Linked DNA regions of Mus musculus: all the other regions are linked to region 2. Evidence: chromatin contacts called from public Hi-C, promoter capture Hi-C and targeted proximity ligation data. All regions are on one chromosome and are shown on one strand. The core of a region is the stretch at or near the end of the contact, and the rest is flanking DNA. Distances in the headings are between cores, read along the strand shown. Region 1 has its middle 5.3 kb from the start of Gm41835. Region 2 holds the start of Atad1 (ATPase family, AAA domain containing 1). Region 3 has its middle 3.5 kb from the start of Mir3970. Region 4 has its middle 48 kb from the start of Mir3970. Region 5 overlaps Gm29863 (a long non-coding RNA gene). Region 6 holds the start of 2700046G09Rik (RIKEN cDNA 2700046G09 gene). Region 7 has its middle 29 kb from the start of Mir3970.

The links. Promoter capture Hi-C pulls out the DNA fragments that hold promoters and counts their contacts. Hi-C and Micro-C count contacts between places; a contact is called where the count stands out from the background.
Region 1: a promoter capture Hi-C map of liver shows a contact between it and region 2. A contact is called at or near these places in 5 of 39 promoter capture datasets (the 3T3-L1 cell line, the C10 cell line, liver and 1 more), 7 of 484 Hi-C or Micro-C datasets (bone marrow-derived macrophages, embryonic stem cells, erythroblasts and 3 more), 14 of 130 datasets of targeted methods (the 230-238 cell line, acute myeloid leukemia, bone marrow-derived macrophages and 8 more) and 2 of 9 other capture datasets (embryonic stem cells and liver).
Region 3: a contact with region 2 is called in a targeted proximity ligation map of bone marrow-derived macrophages, with 11 times the contacts expected there. A contact is called at or near these places in 4 of 39 promoter capture datasets (the C10 cell line, the HPC-7 cell line, cranial neural crest and 1 more), 2 of 484 Hi-C or Micro-C datasets (bone marrow-derived macrophages and embryonic stem cells), 22 of 130 datasets of targeted methods (the 230-238 cell line, CD8 T cells, acute myeloid leukemia and 11 more) and 1 of 9 other capture datasets (embryonic stem cells).
Region 4: a contact with region 2 is called in a promoter capture Hi-C map of hematopoietic stem and progenitor cells. A contact is called at or near these places in 10 of 39 promoter capture datasets (the C10 cell line, the HPC-7 cell line, cranial neural crest and 7 more), 4 of 484 Hi-C or Micro-C datasets (bone marrow-derived macrophages, microglia, muscle stem cells and 1 more), 25 of 130 datasets of targeted methods (the 230-238 cell line, the NIH/3T3 cell line, T-cell acute lymphoblastic leukemia and 18 more) and 2 of 9 other capture datasets (adipose tissue and pancreatic islet).
Region 5: a contact with region 2 is called in a Hi-C map of bone marrow-derived macrophages, with 34 read pairs. A contact is called at or near these places in 10 of 39 promoter capture datasets (the C10 cell line, the HPC-7 cell line, embryonic stem cells and 4 more), 34 of 484 Hi-C or Micro-C datasets (B cells, the C10 cell line, CD4 T cells and 22 more), 31 of 130 datasets of targeted methods (the 230-238 cell line, DN3 thymocytes, the NIH/3T3 cell line and 20 more) and 1 of 9 other capture datasets (liver).
Region 6: a Hi-C map of erythroblasts shows a contact between it and region 2, with 3 times the contacts expected there. A contact is called at or near these places in 7 of 484 Hi-C or Micro-C datasets (the G1E-ER4 cell line, embryonic stem cells, erythroblasts and 2 more) and 7 of 130 datasets of targeted methods (the NIH/3T3 cell line, bone marrow-derived macrophages, embryonic limb bud and 4 more).
Region 7: a contact with region 2 is called in a targeted proximity ligation map of pro-B cells, with 4 times the contacts expected there. A contact is called at or near these places in 7 of 39 promoter capture datasets (the C10 cell line, the HPC-7 cell line, cranial neural crest and 4 more), 3 of 484 Hi-C or Micro-C datasets (bone marrow-derived macrophages and embryonic stem cells), 23 of 130 datasets of targeted methods (T-cell acute lymphoblastic leukemia, acute myeloid leukemia, bone marrow-derived macrophages and 12 more) and 2 of 9 other capture datasets (adipose tissue and embryonic stem cells).

The regions. Positions count from the first base shown.
Region 1 is chr19:33,078,455-33,082,091 of GRCm38.p6, forward strand. No RefSeq gene overlaps it. Among named protein-coding and RNA genes, the nearest start is that of Gm41835, 5.3 kb to the left of the region's middle.
Region 2 is chr19:32,710,797-32,714,265 of GRCm38.p6, forward strand. It overlaps Atad1 (ATPase family, AAA domain containing 1), which reads right to left and starts at 1,502. Exons shown (of 10, transcript NM_026487.3): 1 at 1,470-1,502.
Region 3 is chr19:33,158,722-33,162,452 of GRCm38.p6, forward strand. It overlaps the pseudogene Rnls. Among named protein-coding and RNA genes, the nearest start is that of Mir3970, 3.5 kb to the left of the region's middle.
Region 4 is chr19:33,203,479-33,207,002 of GRCm38.p6, forward strand. It overlaps the pseudogene Rnls and the pseudogene LOC115489056. Among named protein-coding and RNA genes, the nearest start is that of Mir3970, 48 kb to the left of the region's middle.
Region 5 is chr19:33,099,510-33,103,422 of GRCm38.p6, forward strand. It overlaps Gm29863 (a long non-coding RNA gene), which reads left to right. Exons shown (of 5, transcript XR_386659.2): 3 at 78-176; 4 at 1,224-1,360; 5 at 2,243-2,652. Among named protein-coding and RNA genes, the nearest start is that of Gm29863, 16 kb to the left of the region's middle.
Region 6 is chr19:32,387,768-32,391,505 of GRCm38.p6, forward strand. It overlaps 2700046G09Rik (RIKEN cDNA 2700046G09 gene), which reads left to right and starts at 1,449. Exons shown (of 2, transcript NR_033198.1): 1 at 1,449-1,609; 2 at 1,938-3,417. It overlaps Sgms1 (sphingomyelin synthase 1), which reads right to left and starts at 745. Exons shown (of 10, transcript NM_144792.5): 1 at 453-745.
Region 7 is chr19:33,184,262-33,187,885 of GRCm38.p6, forward strand. It overlaps the pseudogene Rnls. Among named protein-coding and RNA genes, the nearest start is that of Mir3970, 29 kb to the left of the region's middle.

The DNA.
Region 1 (3,637 bases), core at 512-3,011, 370 kb after region 2:
GCATGAGTGCATTTATGTGTACACGTGAGTACAGGAAGCTGCAGAGGTCAGAAGCACGATACATGCATGAGTGCATTTATGTGTACACGTGAGTACAGGAAGCTGCAGAGGTCAGAAGAGGGGTTGTACCCCCTGAATCTGGATTGCAGGTGGTTGTACCTCTGGGTTCTAGAAACCAACTCTAGGTTCTCTACAAGAATAGTAAATGCTTTGAACTGTTGCACTGTCTCTTCAGCTCAATTCTCCTAACTTTTAAACTGTGAAGTTTCACTTTGAGACTTGCTTAGGGGCATAAAAAAATTGAGAACATTTGCTCACTGCCAGATACTACTATCTAAGTTATTTGTGCAACGCAATGCCAAGGACATCCAAATAGACAATTTTAGCTCATTATCTACTTCTGGTTCATGAAAAAAAATGTGGTTATAAAATGTTAGTTTCAGTCTTCAATAAGTAACTAGACTTTGAGATATTAACCCTTGTAATTGATGCCCAGCCTAACTAATCATGTGTCTCTGGATACAGTTGGAGGGTTTCAGTTATCTGAGACTCAGGAAGTCTTCGCTTCAGCTGGGACTTCAAATTATGTTTTCAGAACACAAAGAACACTTGATAAAGTTGGAGGAAAATATTTTTCAAAAATATGTCACCAGGCAGCTTGGGAGCAATTTCACAGAACCATCCGACAGGGTATGAATGTAACCTTTGATCTCCGAAGTGAAGGTCAACCAATTTGTTTTTACTGGAGATATCTTATAATCAATTTGATGTCTGGGTAAATCAGTTTCTAAAGAAGAGGCTGTGTTTGCAGATAAGTGATACTTTCACCCTCCCAGTTTTAGCCATTTAACCCTCTCATCTCTGAATTAAAGTCCACTGCTCTTCTTAACTTTTTTCTTTTCTTTTGTGTATGGTAGAGAAGAGGCATCTATCTTAAAACACAGCATTTTAAGAAGGGAAAGATACTAGACTATTGTCCAAAGGTTAAAACCAAACCAAACCCAAAACCCAAACCAAAACTGATGTTTTAAGTTATTTTTTTTCCTTCTAAAAGACGACTATACAAAATATATTGCTTATTACATTTTTGTTTTTATTATATTTTAATCTGCCAGTATATCTAAAGTCTTTCTGGTGGACAACAACAGTTAAGTCATGATAAGCAAAGGATAGAACATAAACTAAACAAAAATTACAGACTAAGTTTAATAAATAAAACTTTATTGGTACAGGACTATGCCCATTCTTTCAGATATTATCCCTGCTTTCTAGCTTCTGACTAGTCGCAACAAGATGTACATTCCACAAAGCATAGCTGTTACTCTTTGGCTCTTTACAAAATAATGCCAACTCCAGGTCTTAACCAAAAGAGACTTGGAAAGGTTTTGGAAATAAATCCTTACCCCATACACTGCAATGGCTTGAGGGTAAAGGAAAGCATAGACGGATTTTAACCCAAATATTCATTTGTAGGAAGAGTCTTAGACTGGCATCAAGAGGATAGAAGGAACAATTATTTGGGAGGCACTGTAGTGACTGTAGCGAGACAAATAACTAAATTTATTCCTTGGATTCTGTAACAGCCTATCTAATAAAAATATGCCCCAGTGGAGATGGACCCCGAACTCTCAGCTAAAGTTGGCCACTGGGGAATACAAGCTCTTTCTCTGCAACAGATGTGTGGCTTAAAGTTCACCAGGAGTGCACTGCAGAGAGAGCACAGCACATCTTGTTCTGTCAGGGGATCAGCACTGGCCTGTAAATAGAATAACTAATTTAGTTACAGGACATAGGCAAACTGTGGGAGGAAGAGAAGGGCTAGGACTGAGGACAGGACTCAGCTTAACCATTTCTGGGTAAGGGTCTACTTTTTAAATAACAAGAGAAGTTAAATGCACTTTGGATCTGTCTTTTGCCAGTCATCCCAGCTGGCTAGCTGCCAGCAAGCCAACCTACAAAGGTGGTCACTGCAAATGTATTTAATTTCAGGCATGGATGCTCAACATACCTTGAAATTGCCCCACATGAAGAACTCCCAGTCCTACCCTTCCCTTCTCTTAGGAAGGAAGTACCTGCACTGTAACCATACACTTCCACCACCTACCTCTCTGACTTAAACTCTTGAGCATTCTTTCTGGATTTTTATTTCTCCCTTAGAAGAAGAAAAGCAGAGACTTTTGTCATGTAGTCTACTTTCTATGGGACATTGCTTTATCAGGGTTAGGGCGACAAGTCAGTTGGTAAAGTTCTTGGTGTGCAAGCATGAGGTCCTGAGTTCAAACCCCAGCACCCATAAAAAAAGCTAGGTGTGGTGGTGAGCACTTGAGAGGCCAGTGCTGGGGAGGCAGAGGCGGACTAATCCCCAGGGCTTGGTGAGCAGCTGCTCTAGTCTAATGGAGCCTCAGATCTATTGAGGGACATTGTCTCAAGAACCAGGTGGATGGCTCTTGAGGAATGACACTTGAGATTGACCTCTGGCCACCACATGCATGCATGTACACACACACACACACACACACACACACACACACACACACACACACAATTGTTTTATTATCTTAGAGACTTTCTTCCACACTGGGTCTTTCCATTTTGTAAAATTAAGTATAGAATGGAAAAATATTTTTTTCTTAACCCTGCTACTCTCTTTTGCTATGTCCCTAGCTTTGATGTTTGCTAGCAAGGGTAGAACTAAGTTATGCTGTAATAACAAATGATTTTTACATCTCATGATATGTTCAATGGACAATATTTATCTGTTCTGTGCATATGTTTCAATCTTTTGCTTTTCTCATCTAAGTGGAGGATCTCCTCCTGAACCATTGTGGGGGTTAGGGCGGAGGAGGAGGAAGAAGAAGAAGAGGAGGAAGAAGAGAAGAAAGAAGTCAGGGAGAAAAGGGGGATGAACAATGGAGGAGAAGAAGGAGAGAGGAAGAAGAAACAGAGAGAAAGAAGAGATTAAAGATCAAAGTGCAGGCTTTTCACCACTTTGGTCCAGAAAACTTCAGACTTATAACTGAACAGCAGCATGGCCCCTCCTCAAATGTAAGGGCCTTGAGAAATGGCATCTGCCTCTTAACTGGAGGACGAATGATCGGCATTAGTGATAGAGCCTTACTTAATTCAACTACACTCCTTTGAGCCACTCTCCATGTCACTTACCTTCCTGTCAGCTTGCCTATTTTTAGAACAGAGCTCTTGTTACCACCTGAAAGTGCCTTTGGTTTCATTTTTGTCTTGTATCACGGTGTCCTGGTGGTTGGTTATCTAGCCCTGTTATCTCTGCTCCTTCAGTTTTGGTTCCTTTGTAAAACCTGACCCACATGCTATCATTGATCTCTCTGAATTGCCTTCTTGGTCTGTGCTGTGTTGGATAGGTGTCACCTCAAGGCTCACCCATGAATGGCTTGGTATCCAGCCTTTATGCTATAAGAAGATGGTGGAACTTCTGAGAGGTGCAGGTGGAAGGCTTCAGGCCTTTAAGGGATTTTCTTCCCTTTTTGTTTTTTCTCTCTCTGGCCATGGGTTTGATGGTTTTACTCCACCTTGATGTAGCAGGCATGGTGGCGGCCGACAGAGTCAACTGATCCCAGCCTGAAACCTCGTACACAATGAGCCAAAGTCAACTGCTCTACTC
Region 2 (3,469 bases), core at 252-2,751:
CTCCTCTTCCAGAGGTCCTGAGTTCAAATCTGAGCATCCACAAGGTGGCTCACAATCATCTGTAATTAGACCTGATGTCCTCTTCTGGTGTGTCTAAAGATAGCTACAGTGTACTTAAATATAATAAATCTTTAAAAAAAAAAAACACCACCAACAGACAAATCTCTTGCTTACATATCTTCCCATTCCAATATTAACATTGACTCTAGGCAGATTTAAGACTACTCTGGGTCTAGGCAGAGGTTGATGGTGGTAGCAGCAGCTAAATTTGAGTGAAGAGGTAGCCCACAGAATGGGAGGATATCTTTGTCAACTGACTGACTGAGGATTAATATCCAGAATATATAAAGAACTCCAAAAACTGTGGCTGACACCTTTAATCTTGGCACCTGGGACGTAGAGGCAAGCAGATCTCCAAATTGGAGACCAGCCTGGTCTTCAGAGTTCCAGGACAGCCAGGGCTACGCAGAGAAGACTTATCTCAAAAAACAAAAAAACAAAACCAAAAACAAAACAAAAAAAAAAAAGACCACTGCTCATCATATCCAAAAGTGACTTCGAAATCCTGAAATGAAACGGAAACGTTCTGCTGTGTGGACAGTGAATGGAAATATTTTATACAGTCTCCACAGATGAGGTACATACCCATCTATCATTCATAAAGCACTGATATATCTGCAAATTGGCTGCAAATGTGGAGAATGTATTTCAATTTTGCATAGACGCTAATTTTAACAAAATATACACATTGCTGTATATCACTAAGAAACACCACTAGACCGGTGTTAATTCAGAATTATCTTTAAACGCATATCATTTTAAATCTTTTCCTGTTTAGCTCTGGTTTCAGTGTGGATACCCTATCTCTGAGCAACTACTAACGTTTTTACTGCAGTATTCCCTAAGTCACTGCAGTGTGCTCCAAATGGTCTCTCAACTCAAAGTCCCAGCAATTCTGTGCCTATCAAGGCCCTACAGTCGCAGACTGTGACAATGAATTCCTGCCAGGCTTCGCGGAGAGGGCAGGTCATTATTAACATCAGCATGTTCTGGGAAAGCATGGCCAGCACTGAAGAAACACCTCCGCCTTTGCACAAAGAGGGAGGAGGAGAGGGGCCGGCACGAGCGGACCGGCTCCTTCCAGCCGCCTTCTTACAAGCCTAGCCCTGAGGTCGCCCTGAGCGCCCCCGATCCTCCAATGACCAGGCCGCCTACAAGAGATGTCCTTGCGGGCAGCCGGAGTCTCCCGCCAGCGCTGAGACCTGAGGGCTCGCGCCCGGCCGGGCGCCAAGGCGAGGCCCCGGACGCCCTTGGAGGTTAATCCGCTGGATCCGGGGCGGCGCTCAAGTGTGACCGACGCGGAGGCAGGTGACTACCGGGCTGGTCTCCCCAGGTGAGCGCCAGGCCCTGGGGGACCGGGAGGGATGGGGGACGCACCTGGCCCGGCCCCGCGGGAACCCGCTACTCACCCAGAGGCAGGACCAGAGACGATGGGAGAGCCGTAGCCCGGCCTCGCACAGGAAAGAAACGCGGCCGGGGAGAGAACGCTTCCGGGGGCTGGAGCCCCGCCCCCCACCGCACGGAGCATGCGCGATCCCTGCCGAGCCGGTGGCGTGCCAGCCAAGGCATGGCGACGCAGTGCGGGGCGAGCTACTTTCCCCAACCTACACCTTAGTACCCGCTGGGCCGATAACATTCAGAAAGGTAGATAGGATGAACAGGGTGCTCCCCAAAGGGCTCTGAGTTCAACTTGAGAGACTCAGAAACTGAATTGGGAAAGACGCTTGACACATGAAATCCCTTGCTACTCTGGAGCTGTACGCAACCCTGACAGAGGAGCCTTTTACAGAAGGCAAAGAAATGCTTCCCTGGTTTGATAAACTTCCACCACCACCACCACCCCCCATCCCCGCAGCAAGTCCTCATGATGCTGCTCAGACGCGCATGGCCTCACCATCTGCCTTTCGGTTTCTAGGGTGAGCTCACCCTCCTCCCCCATCTCTGTACTGATGACACCTGGAGGCGGCGCCTGAGAATCCACTGAACGCTTGAGCAGCCAGGCAGACCAGGGAGGTCTGGCAGTTGGGTCAGAATAGGGCATCTGGTGACAGGTTTTGCATATTGATGACTTTTTTTTTTAACCCCTTCCTCTTGCGAAGTGAGGGACGTGACACCAAGATTCCAAGGAACCGTATCTGAAAGCCAGCCCCTTCTGAATGTATATACACTACTAAGGAACAAGAATAAGTAGACACACTGCCCATAAACAAAAGGAGCATCATCACTTCAAATAAAGGCAGTGGGACTATGAAGGAATAAGACAGACTTCTTAAGACCTTTTTATATTCCTGGAGGAGGCAGTTTGTTTCGCTCTGTTTTCAGGATTATCTTTTAAGGCTAAAGAATTCTACAGCCAAGCTGGGATTGGTGTCACATGCCTGTTTTCCTAGCATTTGGGGTGGCTATGCAAGGAGGATTGCTTTATACCCTGGACCACATAAGTAACACACTGCTTCCTCCCTCTGCTGACAGTTATATTAGTAAATGATGTTGTTAATAGCTGTGGAGAGACACAGCCCAGAAGTGCTGCCAGAGCCTGGAAAGTTCCTTGTTAAAGGACTTTACTGGAGTTCGATAGAAGAACACAATAGATGGAATGAATCAATATTAAAAAGAGTTTGGTTTTTTTGTTTTAATTTTAGACTGGTTTACCCAGCACAGTCTTGAATGGTCCAACAATGGCTGTCCTGGTAGCTTCGCAGTGCTGGAGGTAACATGCCTCAGCAGTCCAACAAGACCACAAGGCTTTAAGGATTCCTGGAGAGCCACGACTAGTCTTTAGTCTGTGGAAGAACCTGGATTCTGATCTCAGTGGATGAGGCCAGAGGCAGCAACATCAACAATGGCAGAAACACTAGGTAACTCACCAGCACGTGACAAAGCAAGCAAACTGAATACAAATCCCTGGGATTCCCTTATGTGTAGGCCAATATCTGGGCTGCCCAAGTTTAGAATGAGCCTATCAGTTAGCCTAGTCAAGAGAATCCCTCACAAGTATTCCTAGTAGCTTCTAGACCTTGTCAGTTCTGTTCGTTGACAGTACCACCATCACTGTCACTGGGTCCTCCCCTCAGGTAAAGTCAGATCCTTGGCTATGCATCATCATGATCAACAACAACAACAACAACACACACAAAGAGTTAAGACAAAGTGGGTTTATTAAGTAAAGATAGGTGATAACACTTCTGGTCTAAGCTTGGGGACATGGGAGGTTTATAAGATAGTACAAATGATCAAGATAAATGTGGCTGCTTCTTTCCTTTCCAGTGGATTGCCTATCTCTGCTGTACCCAATGTTTTAATTTAGGAAATTTCTTGCATCTGGGCCTTAAAAGATCACATTACTGCCAGGTGGTGGTGGCGCATGCCTTTAATTCTAACACTTGGGAAGCAGAGGCAGGCGGATTTC
Region 3 (3,731 bases), core at 135-2,634, 450 kb after region 2:
ACCATAATTGTCCTGGAGTTTTGCAATCCTTAACTCACCTTTGCAATGGATGAGAATCTAAGGTCTCTTAGAGCCAGAAAGGAGGGGGTCAGTTATAAATAGATCTCTGTGACTTACACCAAGTAAGGGACTAAAAATGGGGAAGGGAGGGGAAAAGAAATGGAGGGTGGAAGCAGGGAGGGAGGAGGGAGGAAGAAAAGAGAGAGAATAAGCATTAGACTATCATGATACAAAGAAGTCCAGCCACAGATGACAGCAAGGGAAGGGTGGAGTAAGGAACTGGAGAACTGAAATGGAGCCTCTGTTGTAGTCTTCTGACTGTGGCAGTAGGTCAGAGGGCATAGCAGTAGCCCTCTCCAGGGACAGGGACAGAATAGTTCCTGTGATCTTGTCCCATACTCTAGCAACATCCTACTTTTCTGTGAAACAGAATTACTGACTGTTCCTCAAGTGCACGCTTAACTCTGGAAAAGTTTGTGCAGTTGTTGGAACACTGCTACTCTCATGGCCTTTTCCTGTCTAAGTTCAACATCTTGCAATATTCCGCTAAAATTCTGTTTTAAGAAGCTGTTTCTTATGGTTTCTTCTGCAAGTTGTCTCTGTATTTTCAAATAGCACTTTGCATATCTTTTGTGTCATACTGTACTTCAATGTGACTCTATGCAGAGTGGTTATTCTTTCTGATTGACTATATGGAAACTTGCTGAAGGATGACAGTGCCTCAGAATCCATTACAGTGACTAACACACAGTTAGACCTCAACAGATGTTGAATGAAAACATGGATTTATATTACCAATTTTCAATGTAGTATAATTAGATGTTATTAACTGAACTTGTTAGTTGTATAGCATAACACTGATATTTAGTCTAAATAGATCACATAGACATCATTTTCAAGAAATATTGCTGGAATAGGACCTACTTCTAGTGTGTCCATACCCATGTAACAGCACCTACCATCCAGTATTAATTCTGGGTTCAGATTAATATGCATACATGTAATATATGACTTTTGTTCTCATTAGACATTTAAACATTTCCTATGAAGTATTACCATTTAAAGTAATTTAGTAATTTTGAGTAAGTGTGATAATGGCTAAGGGCAGGGTGAGTCCCAGCAGTGTTGGAGAAAAAAATGACTTCATTAAATGTACATGTGTTCAAACATTTAATAGTTCATATATTATGGAATTTTGTGAAAAGAGGAGATATTTAACTGTATAAAGTTAAATTAAACTGTGACTGTACATTCCTAAATTAAGGATGAGATTTCTCAGAATGATATTTTAACATGCTTCATCAAAGGAACTGAAGTGAGTGGCCAGCTACATGGAAGATGACTCAGTGGAATGTTTGAAAATGACACTTGCCAGCCTTCCTGTTGTTGCTAGATTGACTCATGCCCTAGTTGATATCGTCTAGTATGCAAAAAATTCTATGAACAGATGATGTATAAGCAAGAGTGGTTTGTACCCATAATTTTATGCCAGGCAATGTTGGTTCAGGGCACAGACATGTTAAATAATCAAACACCAAAAAGTGTACAGGCTAGTTTCGGAGAGTAGCAAAAATCAGGGGAAGTTTCAAGCTTAAAAAGTGACAAGGTGACTAAGACAGAGGTCTACTGCTGTCACATGTCCTATTCTGATGCTGTTCAACAGTTCCTTGTAGGTGTCTTAGTCAGGGTTTCTATTCCTATACAAACATCATGACCAAGAAGCAAGTTGGAGAGGAAAGGGTTTATTCAGCTTACACTTCCATACTGCTGTTCATCACCAAAGGAAGTCAGGACTGGAACTCAAGCAGGTCAGGAAGCAGGAACTGATGCAGAGGCCATGGAGGGATGTTACTTACTGGCTTGCTTCCCCTGGATTTCTTAGCTTGCTTTCTTATAGAACCCAAGACTGCCATTCCAGGGATGGCACGATCCACAGTGGACCCTCTCCCACCCTTGATCACTAATTGAGAAAATACCTTAGAGCTGGATCTCATGGAGGCATTTCCTTAAGGAAGGCTCCTTTCTCTGTGATAACTCCAGCTTGTGTCAAGTTGACACACAAAACAAGTCAGTACATAGGCCCTGGTTAAGTGTCAAAGCCCCTGACACCAAATCAGTTCTGAAACATCCCAGTTTGGAACTACTTATATATATGAAACGAGAAGAGAGAAATTCTCAAAAGAGAAGAGAATTAAATAAATGAAAGGAAGAGGGGTTTGCTGAGAGGTAATGAAGAAGCACTGGCAGTGGCTACAGCTCTATAGCCCTCTGTGGCACCTCTTCCTGTCCTTACCACCATGGTCAGTGATGATGGAGAAGTTGCTTTGTGCAGTGTCTGCACTGCGTGTTTCATGGATTTCTCAGTGTTCATTTTTCATAACTCTATGGGGTAAGTTTTCCTATTGTTTTGCCTCAATGAAGACGCTGATGCTAAAAGTTGCAATCTCTTTGACCAATGTCATTCTGACTTCAGAGTTTTAAGACCATAACTGTAACACATTATTATAAATGTAGAAATCATAAAGCACAAGTGAAGAAGAAAAGCCACAATACACGTGATAAGATAATGAAGAGAATGTGATTTTATTATGGAGATAAACATGTAGTAAACATGTAGTATGATAAATAAAATTAACATTTATAGTTTAAAGCACTTATGCTAGAAAGCTACATATTTACAGCTGTGATGTGAGCTAGCCAGTGTCTTTCAGGGGTGATAGATTTAAATTGCTTTCAGAACTAGCTTATGAGTAACCTTAAACAAAGCTATAGATTTTATTTAAAAATTATTAAAATTATAAAGTTCTCAATCTACTTCATTAAAATGATCAAATGGCTTTTTTAAAGTATCAAATGAAATGTCTAATTTCAGAGATTCAATCCAACAGATGATAACGTGAATATGTGACATGCTTGGAACATGTAATAGATTGGATCTTAAATGTCCTCCAAAGAGCCATGTGTTAAAAGGATTGAGCCTCAGAATGGTCTTGCTCGGAGGTGGCAGACACTTTAAGATATTAGGTTATGAGGTGACCAGAGATGTGCTGTTGGAGAGGACTTTGAGTCCCCAGCACACCCCCCTTCCTCTGTACTCTCTGGGATTAAGTGGTTTGTTCTGACACATGCTCTTGCCAGGACATGATGCTCACCCTGAATCTAAAACAGTAAAACTAATCTGTCTTGCACCGGACTCTCAACAGCTGTAAAAGATAATCTTTTCTCCTTGTAAGTTGATTCTGTGTGGAATCTTGTTCTAGACATGAAAAGCTGATATAAAGAAAGGCCCAGTCTATTTGAAAAGTGGATGTGGCTTGTCTAGGCAACTCACTACTCTGAAGGGAAAAAACCAAACCAAACCAAACCAAAAAAAAAAAAAAAAAAAAAAAAACAGTCCTTAAAGATGACACCACCTTGCATCTTAACTTACTAAAAAGAAGAAATTACCTCACTGAAGATGATATTCTCCAGATACATCTATTTACCTAAGAATTTCATAAATTATTTTTTTAATTGCTGAGTAGTACTCCATTGTGTAAATGTACCACATTTTCTGTATCCATTCCTCTGTTGAGAGACATCTGGGTTCTTTCCAGCTTCTGGCTATTATAAATAAGGCTGCTATGAACATAGTGGAGCATGTGTCCTTATTACTAGTTGGAACATCTTCTGGGTATATGCCCAGGAGAGGTATTGCTGGATCCTCTGGTAGTACTATGTCCAATATTCTG
Region 4 (3,524 bases), core at 838-3,337, 490 kb after region 2:
ATAGTTGGCCAAACATTTTTAGAATTAGTGTTGAATTTCATCAAAGTCTTGGTAAGATACATGTTATATATTTTTATTTTTTATTGGATATCTTATTTATTTACATTTCAAATGTTATCCCCTTTCCTCCTTTCCCCTCCACAAACCTCTATCCTATCCTCACTCCCCCTCCTTCTATGAGGGTGCTCCCCCCACCGACCCACCCATCCACTTCCCTCTCCCTGCCCTCACATTCCCCTACACTGGGGCATTGGGCATTCACAGAACCAAGGGCCTCCCCTCCCACTGATGCCAGATAAGGCTATCCTCTGCTACGTATGCTGGAGCCATGTGTACTCTTTGGTTGGTAGTTTAGTCCCTGGGAGATCTGGGGGGTCTGGTTGGTTGATATTATTGTATATTTTTCAATATTCTTATTTCACGTTTCCGGAAAACTACAAATTGGAGAGGTTTAATCATGGGGACTCGTCTCGGTGAAGCTGGAATTCTCACTTTTAGACATGGACATATTATTGTCACCTCAATCACCCTGATGATGGAGTTCCAGAATGAACTCAGACACTGACTTTTCTCAGGCATTGAGGATTATTTTACACTCAGAAGGAAATGCTATCACTTTCTCCAGGCAACACTGTCTGCCTTTTTAGGAAGCTTTACCTCCTTAATAAACAAATGCCCATCTGACATTAGCCCCATTAAATTAAAAATAAAATGAAGGGCCTCTGTCCTATTAATTTAATGCACCTTTCAAGTTATGGCTTGATACTGAGTTATGTTTACTGCTTTCTGAAAGAGAAGAGGTGAGAGCTGAAGTTCAAGAAATTAAGCTCATTTCCCCAAATTGTCCATTTGTGGAATTAAAACCACAACCAAACGATCTTTAAATTAAGAAAACTGAAAACAAAGCAATCAATAAACCAAACAAAGTCGTGAGCTACTGAGTACACATGAAGGCTTGAAATGCTTTCTTTCAAATCTAAAACTAAAGGGTCAAGCAGGTCGACAGCCAAATTGGATCTCACCTCCACCATATTTGTACATTTAGCTAAAGTTTAAACAAACTGACAAGTGGTAAATCCCTTTGGGTAGCCCTTTGAAAAGGTAATTGGTATCTACAGAGAAAAAGCAACTAACCGTAAACACCTTGTCTGATGGGGTGTGGGAGGTAAGACTTCTGACTGAAACAATCTAATTCTCAACAGACTCACTTATCAAAAACGTCAGCTTTAAGATGGGAAGATTCTGATTTCTGAAATACAGGTCAGACCTAAAAACAGCCCTGTTTTGCTTGAAAGAAATTTCTTGGGCTAAAGCAATTAACTTTGAAGGATGTCAGTTGTGTAGGTAAATGTGTACATATATTCCAGAAAGGAAAATAATAATTATCAAGTGTCAAGGTATAGAAAAAAGATACATGAAGCCTAGGAGTGGTGGTGCACACCTTTAATCCTAGAACCCTGGAGGCAGAGGCAGGCAGATAATTGAGTTTGAGGCCATTGTAATCTACGTAGTAAGTTTCAGGACAGCTTAGGGTTACATAATGAGGCCCTGTCTCATTATGGGGGGCGGGGGGAGACCCACAACCATAAAGCAAGCAAGGCTCAAATGAAAGTACATAATCTGTATAATCACCTTTTACTTGAATGCTACCCTCCGCCCACCAGCTTCATCTAACAGTGAGTGAACAGGATTGCACAATATCTTTACTTAGTGCAATATGTACCTTAATAGTACATAATCTTCAATTAATCTATCATTTTATATATGTATACATGATATATATGTATGCATGTAAATTATAAGAGACAATTTAGATTATCACGGGAGTAAAGAGGCTAAAGGGTGAGGAGAGGAGAATTCCTTAATTAGGGACCTGTTCCTACTGTGTGATACTTGCATCTGTGTCTCCATGCACATTTGTGCACATGTGGGTTGACAGGAAAGGAGAGGAGGAGAGGGCAAGAACAGAAGACTTGGGCTGTACATCTGAGCAACATTAAGTAATTTAATTTTCTTAGTCTCCTACTGTGACTCAGGCCTCTAGTTCTGTACTCTATTTTCAAGGGCAGATACTATGTATTCTTCCTGTTTTCTGGTTTTGGTGACAAAATATTCATCCGTTAGGGTTGCTTACTGTATGTCAGGTTCTCATACTGACCTGAAGGACTTAAAGTAGACAGAGGAAGCAGGCTTTCTCATTTCACTCTCATTACTGGCAGAGAGGCAAATTCTAAATTGCAGAGTCACTTTATTTAGAATCTATTTAGAGAGCAAGAAGTAGAGAAAATAAAGCAGTTTCGGGGGCACTTTACAGGTTAGGACAGGGTGGCTGTTTTATGTCACCTGACAGAAATATGTCTCCTCAGTGGATTTGATTTTGATTCCCACTGGAAGCTATTACTGCTTTGCCAGTCTAAGACACACATGACTTGCTTTCTGTTGTAATAACTGTAAGTTTGGGTAAAGAAGACTATAGGCATGTAAGAATGAAATCGGACTAAATGGCTATTACAATTATTACAACAATCTTTGATTTTCTATAACAACAGAGGACACCATAAACTTCCATTTTAGCTAGAATATATGTCTATACATCTAATAGATATAAAATATGCATCTAACATATATGATATTACATGTTCATTCATGTAAGCATATATATATATATATATATATATATATATTTAGACACAAATACATACACTTGATCTTAGCCAAAAGGCCGAGAAGTGATACATACATACATACATACATACATACATACATAGAAATATATAAATAAAATTCTGAGCACTCATTCATTTGGACTGAGATCTTCAAGTAGGCCCTAACGTTTTCATTTGGGTGTCTGCTTTTTTCTTTTTTCTTTTCTTTGTATTTTTTTAAAAATTTTTAATATTTTTATTACGTATTTTCCTCAATTACATTTCCAATGCTATCCCAAAAGTCCCCTATACCCTCCCCACCACTTCCCTACCCACCCATTCCCATTTTTTTGGCCCTGGCGTTCCCCTGTACTGGGGCATATAAAGTTTGTGTGTCCAATGGGCCTCTCTTTCCAGTGATGGCCGACTAGGCCATCTTTTGATACATCTGCCTTTTTCTTTACTGTGTAGTAGTTCCTTACATGAATGCTCTGGGTGTGAATCTTGGAAGTGGAAGGCAAAGGCTTTCCCTCCAGACGCTTTCACCCCTTTAATAAACACTGTGGTTTTGTGTAAAGATTTTCTAAAAATTTATCTTTTTTTTTTTTCAATGATAGCAGTTTTATGTCTCTGGTTATAAGCCTTTACCTAGCATCCTACTTCAAGGTCATGAAACATGAAAATAAAATACTCTGGGATTTTTTTTTTGAAGATTTTAATGAGTTACTGTTCATGAGGCTTGGATATTGTGTTGAAGGTGAAGTCTGATATGGTTACTGGCTTGGGAAGTTGCCACAAGGGAAGGAGATCAATTCAAGGATATGGAGAATGCTACTTCGTTTTATATATCCTAATTAAAGAAGCAATTACTTTATTATT
Region 5 (3,913 bases), core at 767-3,266, 390 kb after region 2:
AAGCTCTGCTTGCTAGCTGAACTTTTCAGCTCTGCACAAGTCCCTCTCCTAATCCATCTGTATCTTCATTGTTTTAGACAAAGGACGATTAGTCGCAGGCTGGGCTCTCGGAGTGTTGAGATATGGATTAAGAATACTCCGTTCAGTGATGTTGAATGACCAATTGAATATTTTTGGTGAGTATATTTTGCATTTTCCTCAAAGTTAAATCTTTGGATCTGAATGTCATCTTGTCTGTCTGCTCAGCATTAATTCTGCAATACTGGGACCAGCACATTGATGTTTTAAATCATAAGAAGAATCTGCTTTTATTTAATATCTTTGTCCCTCTATGAACTGTGGGGGAAAGGGAGTTGTCAAGCCTGTGTTCAAACCAAAATTTGCCAAAAAATCCTTTAAAGTAATAATCTTTAGGCAAGACCAGTAGCACTCTCTTGTTTCATTTCAGTGTGTGTGTGTGTGTGTGTGTGTGTGTGTGTGTGTGTGTGTGTATCTTTCCTGTGTTTCCTGCTCCCACCTGAACTGCACAGTAATTAAAAATCACGTCATCTCTCCAGTTGTGCATCAGGGCTACATGCATGTCACTTGGCCACTCTGCTATCTAAATCAGGTGTTGGGGGTGGGGTGGGGAATCAAGGTTAGTGTGAACAGCTGGCATCTGCGTCCGGCCAGGCCAGCTGAACTTCAGCCTGAAGCTTGGCCCAAGCCCAGACTGATAAAGCCTTAGCTTAGCTCTAGATTTCTACAGAATTAGTGTGCAGAATGTAAAGACATGAAGACCAGCTCCATCTGCTGTGCATGTCTCTTGAGGCCATTGGGGGCTTAACTTGCTTTGGGGGAGAAGACAGTAGAGTGGAGTGGGGTGAACCCGGGGGTATCTTTGCCTCTGGCCTGTTTCAACCTATCCATCAAAATGCTGACCTATATTCCAGTGACACATATTAGATCCAAGCAGGACAAACTACCCAGGGTGTCCTCCCCCCTCCCACTTAGGCAAGGGGGCAGCCACATCTGTTCTTTCTCCTCAGGCTCCAGATGTGAGCTGTGAGGGGCAGAAGGAAGGTTGTTAAGAGGCAAGTCCGGTGCAGCAGGAACAGCACTGCATTCTCAGGAAAGCAGCAGTAAGCAGTGGGGTGAAAGAAAGAAAGATAGGTTTTCGGATCCCCAGATCTCCCCCCCCCCCCAAGCCATTGTTTTTAAAATGCTTTCCTGTATTTCTGTAGAGTGGGCAGATGGCAAGATCCTGGAAGTGTAAAACAGCTACAAGAAACAAGATGATTCAGACAGAAGGAGTATGAATAAATCCTGGCTGGTCATCTCATTATTAATCAAGATACCACCACCCACCCTCTACCGCCTTGTAAGTGTGTGCGGGTACAAACACACACACACACACACACACACACACACACACTCACTTGCTTGCATCTGTGCATACATGCATCTCCCTCTATTGCTGACTGCCTTATACCCCTGAAGTAGACTCTCTCACTGAACCAGTGCCGATTTTGTTTTTTGCCTAGGCCGTGGGCTAAAAAGCCACTGTAATTCTCTCTCTTGTCTCTGTCTTCCCTGCCTCAGTGCTGGAATTACAGGCCCACTTGGGTACATTCAGTTTTTTATGTGTGTGCTGGAGATCTGAACTCAGATCCTCACATTCAGGAAATAAGTGTTCCTACCCACCAAGCCTTCTCCTGAGCCTATCTTTAAGTTTTCATGCCTTGTTTCATTTTTAGAAGGGTGCAGTGTACAGTCAGAGCTCTGTTTGAGGCTTTGGATAGGAAAAAAAAAGGCACCATTTTTACATTTTACTTATTTTGTGAATTGGCTCATTTGGAAGATGTGGGGATGAGACCACTCATTGTCAGTAGAGGAAGAAAGAGAAAATGGAACTCCTATGGAGGACGCCAGAGCCGAGAGTCAGGGCCACAACCAAAAGCCAGGGATGGTGCCCTCTAAAGCACAGGAACTGTGCCTAAGAGAGATATTTTCAAGTGGGCCTGTGGTTTACCACAGTGTCCTCGTGATCAGTATAGTGGTCAGATGTCAGGCGTAACTGAAAGTAAGTTCGTTTTCCCACAGTGGGGAGAGAGAGAGGGAGAGAGAGAGGGAGAGAGAGAGGGAGGGAGAGAGGAAGGGAGAGAGAGAGAGAGAGAGAGAGAGAGAGAGAGAGAGAGAGAGAGAGAGAAGCAAAAAAGAAGAAAACATTTGCTCATATGAAACGAATACTTTTCCATTTTAGAGCTGGGCTGGCGCAGGCTTGAAAAAAACGTACCATCACCCGTGTGATGTTTCTGAAGAAAGCCGGAGAAGCAGCAACAGTTGGTGCCTTTGATTAGCAGAACATTTCAATCCCCACCCCATCTTTTCTCCAAATAGTCGTTCACAATGCGAGTGCTCAGCCCCACTGTTTGCTCGGTTCAATAGATCTGGGGGCAAGGGTTATGCCTTCCTGTTACCATGGGGCTGGCAGAGAGAACTGGAGGCCAGTGATCTTAGTCTGAGCTTCAGGATCATGGCTAGCTCCCTACAACTGTCCCCAGATGTTCCCAATTCAACCTGCAGTGCAGATTACGTAATCATCTCTTCACGACGCATGAGCATAGGGGGAACTCTGGGCTCCAAAGAGTTAAATTGTCATCTGCAATGGAATAAATGGTTTAACCACAAATTCATCCTGTGCTCGCCTACTTATGTGTTACCCTGGGTGCATGCATTTCCCCCTTTCAGATATTATTATCTTTTATGATATCATATCTTAAAATGGCTCCTCTGTCATTTAGGAGCAAGGTCTCCTAGGTTCACCACCAGAAATGGAGCTGAGTGCTTTCTGTATTCACATATGTCACATAAGCCCTGGGAATACAGGGTGACAGTGTACCACTCACTGCCTGGAAGACAGGAAGCTGCATATTCTAGGCAGCCCTGCATCCCACCTTGGATGCCTTTTCTTTCTGTCCTGATCCTTAGCAAAACCAAGCATCCGAACCTGATCTTTCCATCTCCCTGAGCTGGGACTACCTTGAGCATCCAGTGTGAAATTTCCTGCTGACATTGTTTTGGCTGGATTGCTAGCTACATGTGGGAGAATTTAGCTCAAACAGCACAAAGCTAATAGCATGCCTCTGTGCAGTCAAAGGGAGATCAGTAGAAAAAAGGTGACGTCATGGATATTTCAGGGACTTCAGGTCTGCTGTGCAAAGCGGCTTCTTCACTACACATAAGTCAGAACCTGGAATTGAGACAAAAAACAACTCTCCCTTCTCATAAATAGCTGCTCCGGGACTCAAAAATATTCTAAATGCAATGGTTCAGATATGGTCCCTTTTCCTTGGAGATCCATCTGATTTCCCAAGTCCAATCACAAACTTCTTAATAGCATGTCATGAACCTCTCAGCTCATTATTTTTCTTCAAAGCTCTCCAGCTCGCCAGTGTGCAGCCTGTGAAGTGTCACCCAGTGAAGTGCTGCACCATAAATAAGCATGCGCAAGACATGCTAAAATCCACCCTTCACCGCTCCTGGCTTTTCCTCCAGGAGTGCTACCACTCCGACAGCGGTGTGGGATTTGTTGCATTACCTCTGAATCTAGTTTCTGTTCTTTGAACTTCGAATGTGTCCAGTGTGTAATATGGAGAGTGTAATGGATTTGTCTTGTTTATACAAATCACATTTTTGTCTTCATGCTCCTTCGCCTTTCTTCCCACTGTCTCTCCCTCCGAGAGAGCGTTGTGGAGATAAAGAGGATAGGTATATAGAAGTAGCAAGCACAGCTTTACCCATTCAGGACTACAGGAAATCAATGCATTAGATTATTTACCATGTCTCTAATACCAGTGTTTCCTCTGATGTCTTTAAGTTGTGAGCAGACAACCATTTTACATGTGTAACCAGCCATGAAGTCTAGCCCTGT
Region 6 (3,738 bases), core at 199-2,698, 320 kb before region 2:
ATTTTGGGGGTCCACCCCTAAGCACTACGGGACCTCTGGCTGGCTTCCACCTGGAAAGGTCCTCAGTCCCGGGCTCTCAGGCCCCGCTACCGTCCGCTCGCCTCAATGTGACACCAGGCAGCCTTCCAGCCCGCACGCAGCACCTCGGAAAGGTGCCCACGGACGCCTCCTCCTTCCTCCCCGCCCAAGTTGGCGGGGGAGCCCCGCCGGCGGCCCGCCCCCTCGGAGCCGGGATCGCGGCCGCCAGAGCGCTCCCCCGCGCCCACCCCCACGAGCGGCCGCGGGGGACCGCACGCCAGGTACGCGCGACACCGCGCGGTATGCGCTCACGCCCCCTCGCCCCGGCTGCCCGCCCGCCGTCAACCGAGGTCAGGCCTGGCCCGAGAGACTCGGGTCAGATCCAGCCGCTCGCGACCCGGAGGCCGGCCCTCCACCCCCGCCCCGCGACTCACTTGCACGCGAGTCGTGGCAGCCGCCGGAATTCTTTCCACGCGCCGAGCCCCGCGCCGCGGAACGAAACCGGGGCAGGGCGGCGTGCGGACTCTGCACCCGATCCCGCTCTCCCGTCCGCGTGCCAGGCTCCCGGGACGAGCAGCCCGCCCGAACCGGCTCTCCCTGCTCCCGTCCAGCCGGCAGCCCGCCGCCGCTGCTCCGGCCGCCGCCGAGCTGGCGAGAAGGCTTCTGACTTGGAACCTCGGGCTGCCGAGCATGCCCAGTCCGCGGCGGAGCCGGGTCGGCTTCCCGCGCGACGCCAGTCCGTTCCTCCGGGTGTTCCCGGCGGCCAGGGGGCGGGGACCGCGGACGCTCGACCAGGGACCCAGCTGAGTCCCGCAGGACAGCTGGCCGTGGGGTGTGCTGGGGGTGGGGACGGGGGGGGGGGGGAGTCCTTTTTGTTTCTAGAAACGGGAACTGGAGATGCGGTTCCCTTTCGCCCCCACCACCCCCCAACCACGAGAAGAGAAAGATGGTGGGTTTCATCCTCCGGGATCAGAAGCCCTATTAGGAGCCAGCCCGAGAGTTGTGCGGCAAAAGGCGGCTAGAAGGTTGGGGACACAAACTCAGCCTTGGTGAAACTACCTACGGGGACAGCTGTTGGCGAACTACACTGGCATTTTCTTTCCCACCAAGCCCAAGAGCTGCGACACTTGTGACTCCCTTATGATTGATCATTTAAAATGGATGAACCTCAAACTCTTCGGGACATTTTTCCGAAGCTCTAATCCTTAAAACCACCATCTCCCCCCCCCCCCCCCCCCCAAATCAGGGGTCTGCAGGCTTCCTAAATCGCGCAGCCCCAGGCAGCGTGAAGGCCCAGGAGTTCTCGGGAAGAACCGGGCCCTCCCCCCTAGTCCGTCCGGGCCCCACCTCCCGCCGCCTCTCGGAGCTGCGGCGAAAACCTGGAGAGCGCCGCACCAGGGCCGGAGCACTGCGCATGCCCAATGGCCCCACGGGGTGCGGGTCGCCGGCAGATCTCCAGCTCGGGCAGTGGAACCCGGTACCAGGACGGTGATCTCGCGGCAGAGACAGCAGCCTCCAGTAGCTCCGGCCTTCTGGGCCGACCGCTCGTACCACCGTGGCATGGGTCGCCCGGGACGCGCTACCCTGCAGGGTCTGGTCTGGGGGCGGGGAGGGGGGAACGGCCGTGCCTGCGAGACACGTGACTGTCCGCGGAGCTCCGGGGCAGCCATCTTCAGCTCTCCGGGGCCGTAGACGAAGAAGGGTCCGGGATCCGGGCAGACTCTAGTCCATTTGCCTCCCCACCAGGCACAGGCCCCCGCCCTCACCTGCATGCAGTCCGCCAGTCTACAGCGGGGGTACAGCGAGGGTACTGCGACGCCGGTGACACCGGGAGGACCGGCTGTCTCCAGAGCCAGAACCTAACGGCTAAGAATTGGAGAGCCGCTCTCTTGGAGCTGATGGCTTCTGCTTTTCCCCAGGGGCGGAAGTTGGGAAGAGGAGTTCCCGTTCCTAAGGCGCTGGCATCGCTCCTCCTGCTGCTTCCCTGTTCTGACCCATTCCCGGCGACGGAGGATGAAGGTGGCGAAAGATGTTTGGACAGCCGTCGCTCTCCTCCATGCTTTTCTCCTGCTGCTGGTTAGCTTGGATGGTGATGGTGTCACCTGGGGTCCTGGAATCTCTGGGCCCGCATCCTCATTACCCGAGAATTCGTTAGAACGACACATTCACGACCACACCTAAACCTACAGAATCAGAAACGCCACTAGTGGGGTCGGTCCTGAAACCTGGTTAACAAGCTCCCAAGGTGAATCTGATGGCCGCTTTCCCTAAGCAGTAGAGACCCTTTTTCGTGTATGGTGCTGAAAATTTAGCGTCCTCTGTCCCCAAATACAGTGAAAAATCGGATTTAAAATGTGTCTGCTCCTGTGTGAGCTCTTAAAGGTCTTGTCCTCTCCTGCACCTCCGGCCTCTTCACCTTAGGACACTATGCTATCGCACTTCTCAGGGAGATAAGAAAGGGTGGCCTGACGCATACTGCTTTTAAATGACAACCCACTAACCTGCTCTATTTGAGTGTCAACCAAGAGCAAGGGAGTGGCTGAGATTATAGTAGCCCCGCTGGTTATTTTCATCAGTTTGCACCTAAGAGGGAAAAAAAGGAGGCTTGCTGTCTTGAAGTAAGTACTGGACAGCCGCTGGCTCTTTGCAGTGTTACTTTGCATTTGCTGTAACCAAGGTCAAAGCAAGCGAGCTGCTGCCTGGCAGGTCATGGAATCCAGACTTTAAAATTCTCCCTCCCCACCCCACACACACTTGTTACAAGTGTGTCCCAGGCATTAGAGTTAGTTTAGTTTTTCTTCCCCTCCCCCCTCCCTGTATCTTTGAAATGTTTTTTAGGAAAAAGAAAACATTTTTCTATGAAAGTTTTAGGAGTATTCCTAATACATGAAAAGGGCAGAGTATACAAGTATTTTATACTCCAAATTTCACTCCAATTTCAGAAAGTGGTTCTTAGAAAAGGCACACATAAAATATACATAACAGAGCTTTAAGTAAATATAGGGATGGTAATCTAGAGAGAAATCCTCGCCTTGAAAGTAACTTGAATGGCGTGGTCATAAGAGATGCTTCAGAGTTGGCATACTTTTAAGTCAGTCACTGTACAAAAAATAATAATAATCAAGATGAAATGTTCCTTTTCTAGTCCACTAAACCATGAAGAACCTTAACAGGAGGCTGGAGAGGTAGCTCAGCAGTTACGAGTACTTGCTGGTCTTGAAGAGAACCCTAGTTCAATTCCCAGCACCCCACTTTGCCATTGACAACCATCTGAAACTCTACTTCTTTGGAATCTGATGCCTTCTCTGGCTGCAGAGAACACCAGGCATGCAAGAGTTACACTATATATGCAGGCAGGCATAGCATCATATATGAAGTAATAAATGACTTTAAGAAACAAGAGAATTCTAACACTACTTCTTACCAAATCATAAGAAACATTCATTAAAAATGTTTAGGTTTCTCAAGTACGTGGACTAGTATGGATAATGTTGAAACAGTAAAAATGAGTCATCCCCAAGTCAGTGTCTGCCATGCTAAAAATAATACCAACAAACAAGTACAGAGACATAAACTTCACTCGCCAAAGTGACTACTTCAAAGTTGGTCATTTCTAACGATTAATAATCTAAGAGAAAAACGCACTTCTATCCCATTGACCTGTAAGTGGCAACCACCACTTACTAGAACGTAGTCAAAGCCCACACTATGCTCTAAGGT
Region 7 (3,624 bases), core at 875-3,374, 470 kb after region 2:
CATGAAAGTAGAATTGAACTGTCTAGGGAATGAGGGAACTATTGTGGGTGTATATTAAGAAAAGGGGAGGGGCAAAGAAAAGGAGGCTATGTACAAAGTATAGTCTAGACTTCTATAAAGTGTTTTATATAACTTGGTACCATAGGAAATTGACCTATGCCAGTGGAACACAGACACACATATGCATACATACATTCACAAAGGCACACATATATGTGTAATTAGGTCCTAGTTGTTATAACAGTTGGGGTAGGGGAACTCATCCTTTCTCTGACTGTTCTATTCAGTCCCCAGTGAGGAAGTTTCTGGTCCATGGGGACAGCATGACGCATACGTTCATCTGGATTTTCTCAATCCTTTATCTTTCCTTGGGATTTTAATCTTAACCTCCAGACCACTTCTGAGGTCAACTGAGCTATTTTCTATTATGGTGAGTAAAAGCACTACATTGTTTACAAATGCCTTGGTTTATTGTCATCCCATTTACTACTTAGAATAGTTGTTGATATACCAGATACTTCATTTATATACTAAAAATGGATAGAAAATTCACAAGTTCTGTGAAGCCATATGTAAGAGGCAATAGCTAAAATAACAAGTTATCGTCATGATTTGTGGTATGGATCTCAGTGTACTTCACAGGGGGAGGAGAATTAGGCTTCTGGAATCCTTCACTTCCTATGATGGGGCTGTGATGGCAGTGGAGTAGGAGGGGCTTAACTGCTGTGTGTGCTGGGGACTTAATGAATTTGAATCTGAGAGAAGGGTGGAGAGAGAATTAGAAAGAAGGCTTGGTGTCATACGCTGAACTTTTAGGGATGCACTTTAAAATTCACAATTTTCAGTATACAAACGATAGGAAATACAGACTAGAGATGAAAAGAAGGGTCCAGTTTCCAGATTTCAGTCAGTCTCAGTATGGTACAGGGTAGGAGGTGGGGGCACTAAATCTCTATGGGGAGTATTTATTAGGCCCTATTGGACAGAAATTTTTATTTTTTATCAGGAAAGTATACACTAAAGACAAAGTTCAAGCTGATGTCATGTTTTTACTTATTTCTCAACTTTAGCCCACACATCACCACCCCCACCACCATCATAAATTATAGGGTTGTTGTAAGGATTAAATAAAAAAAAGCATCTAGAGTTTAGCACACTGTCTGGTTCAGAGACTATTATAGTAAGATGATGAGTATGCACTTTAAAAGAGTAAACAACATCTCTGTGTGTGTGTGTGTGTGTGTCTGTCTGTCTGTGTGTCTGTCTGTCTCTCTCCCCCTCTCTGTATGTGGTTTCTGTTTGAGCACATGTGTTTTTGTGCATGCATGGGGAGTCCAGGTGTCAACATTAGGTATTATTTCTTATGTTCTATCCCCATTTCAGTGCATAAAATTTAAACTACATATCCTCAAAATTCCACTGGAATAAAAGAAAGACCAGATGGAATACTATTAAGAGTTTGTTTACAAGGAATCCGAGCTTTTAATTTTCTCTATAGGGATATATTCAAATAATCCTGGTTAGATATAAGCTCTAGTGGAGTGGAATATTGGGTGTCTCTTCCATCTAGACACTTAGAACAATGTATGGCTTACATCAACAGTGCAATAGAGTTCCCATAAGTATATGTATGACTAGTGAATTACTTATAGAGTCATAAATAATTTTGGGAGCTGAAGAATACAGATATTCCTATCCTTGTAAAGACCAGTTCCCTAATGGTTTATAGACTTTGATCTTTAACCTTAAAAAGTGACATATAATTTTTAAAAAACAATTAGAATATTATAGACCACATAATAAAATCATGGTCATAACATAGAATCATTTTGAAAATGATCACTTTGCTCTAGTATATTAAAGGTCTTTGTAGAAAAGGATCTAAGAGATTTGTGACAGTAAGACACTAATAGTCTAATATATAATAACTCTTAGCCAATATATGGGGCATAAACCTTCTAATAGTCAATTTTCTTTAAGACTTGGAAATATCTTTGGCCTCATTCTTTTTTCTTTTTTGTATTATCTGGAAGCGATCATATTTCACTGGACATCCCATGCTCTGTGAGAACCTCCCTCTATTCTATTTGGTAGTAAGTTGGAGCCATCTTTGATCACTGAACCATGCCTTGCTCAACCAAAACAGGCCGCCTTTCACAGGCCCACATATGAGGACGAGAGAAGTGCTTTACATTGAGGCCAAGACCAGTGAAAATGGTTGGATTTCCTGTGTTTCTTTCTTCATTTCACTCACCCCAATTTTCTGGCCTTTTATTTCAGATGGCAGTGCTATCAGCTGTAGTGTATTTGCCCACTCAACATCAGATTGCATAAACCTCAGGGTGCTATATGAGCCATGGGTTCTGTATACTCTTAAATTTTTGAGAAATGCCAATTAATTGCTCTGACTAGTATTCAAGTATAACTTTTAAAATGATGTACTTTGGCAAAGAATGGGCTTCAATGAAAGCATTTTATATTTCATATCAGCAATAACCAAGTTATATTTTTCTTTTTCTTCTCTCATTATTTGGCTCAATTTCATTAATTAACTCTTAACTGACTAGCATGCTATTGAGAAATACTTTATGCTAAGCACCAACTACAGACAGATCCACCTATGGGCCCATAAAAATTTGAAGATAAATTAGATATTAAGCAAAGATCTCACGGACATATGTATAGTTATAGTTACTTTTCTTGTAGCTATAATAAAATATCTTTAAAAAGGGACAAAGGGTTTATTTTGGCTCACATTTCAGGTACAACAGCAGGGAAGTCAAGATGGCATGAGCTTGAAAGTAGCTGCTCACATTGTATCCACATGTGCTCACATCACATTTTCCTTTTATATAGTCAAGGATCCTAGCCTAGGGAATGGTGACACCCACAATGAGCCAGTCATCTCATTTCAAGTAATCTAATAAGGATAATCATGTACAGGCATGCTCAGATATATGTCACCCAGGTAGATATCATCAAGTTGGCAATTGAGATTACTCACAATTACTGAAAATACAGGCTGCTATTTAAGAGTACTGAGGGAAACTGAATTAAATAGAGAATATATAAATGGCTTCTGTCCAGAAATGGTGATGCAATCCTAATCCTAGTACTGGGTAGTACTAGTACTGCCAAAGGCAGAATAATTACTGAAAGTTCAAGGCCAACCTAAGTCTACCTTGTGAGTTCCAGTACAGCCAAGACTATATAGTGAGACCCTGTCACAACAACAACAACAACAACAACAACAACAACAACAACAACAGCAGCAGCAGCAGCAGCAGCAGCAGCAGCAACAGTAAAGAAAAGAAAACAAATAAGAAGAAATGGCCTCTGTAGAAGGAGCAATTGAACTTTGACAGTCTACAAAGGAAATTATTGAAATGGGAAAATTCACAACTGGTTAAAAAGTATGTGACAGGACAGCTAGACTGGCTAAGAGTGACGAACTGGCGAGGTAGGCACATGCCGAGGCAGACAAACTACGGTCTTGATACCAAATACTTTGCACACTTGTGTTTGTACTAATTTATTGAGGCACGTCCATACCCATGTCATTGCATAGCATATATAGCTTTAATTACACCAGTGGATCGGAGTAGACGCTTCTTAGGGTGCATA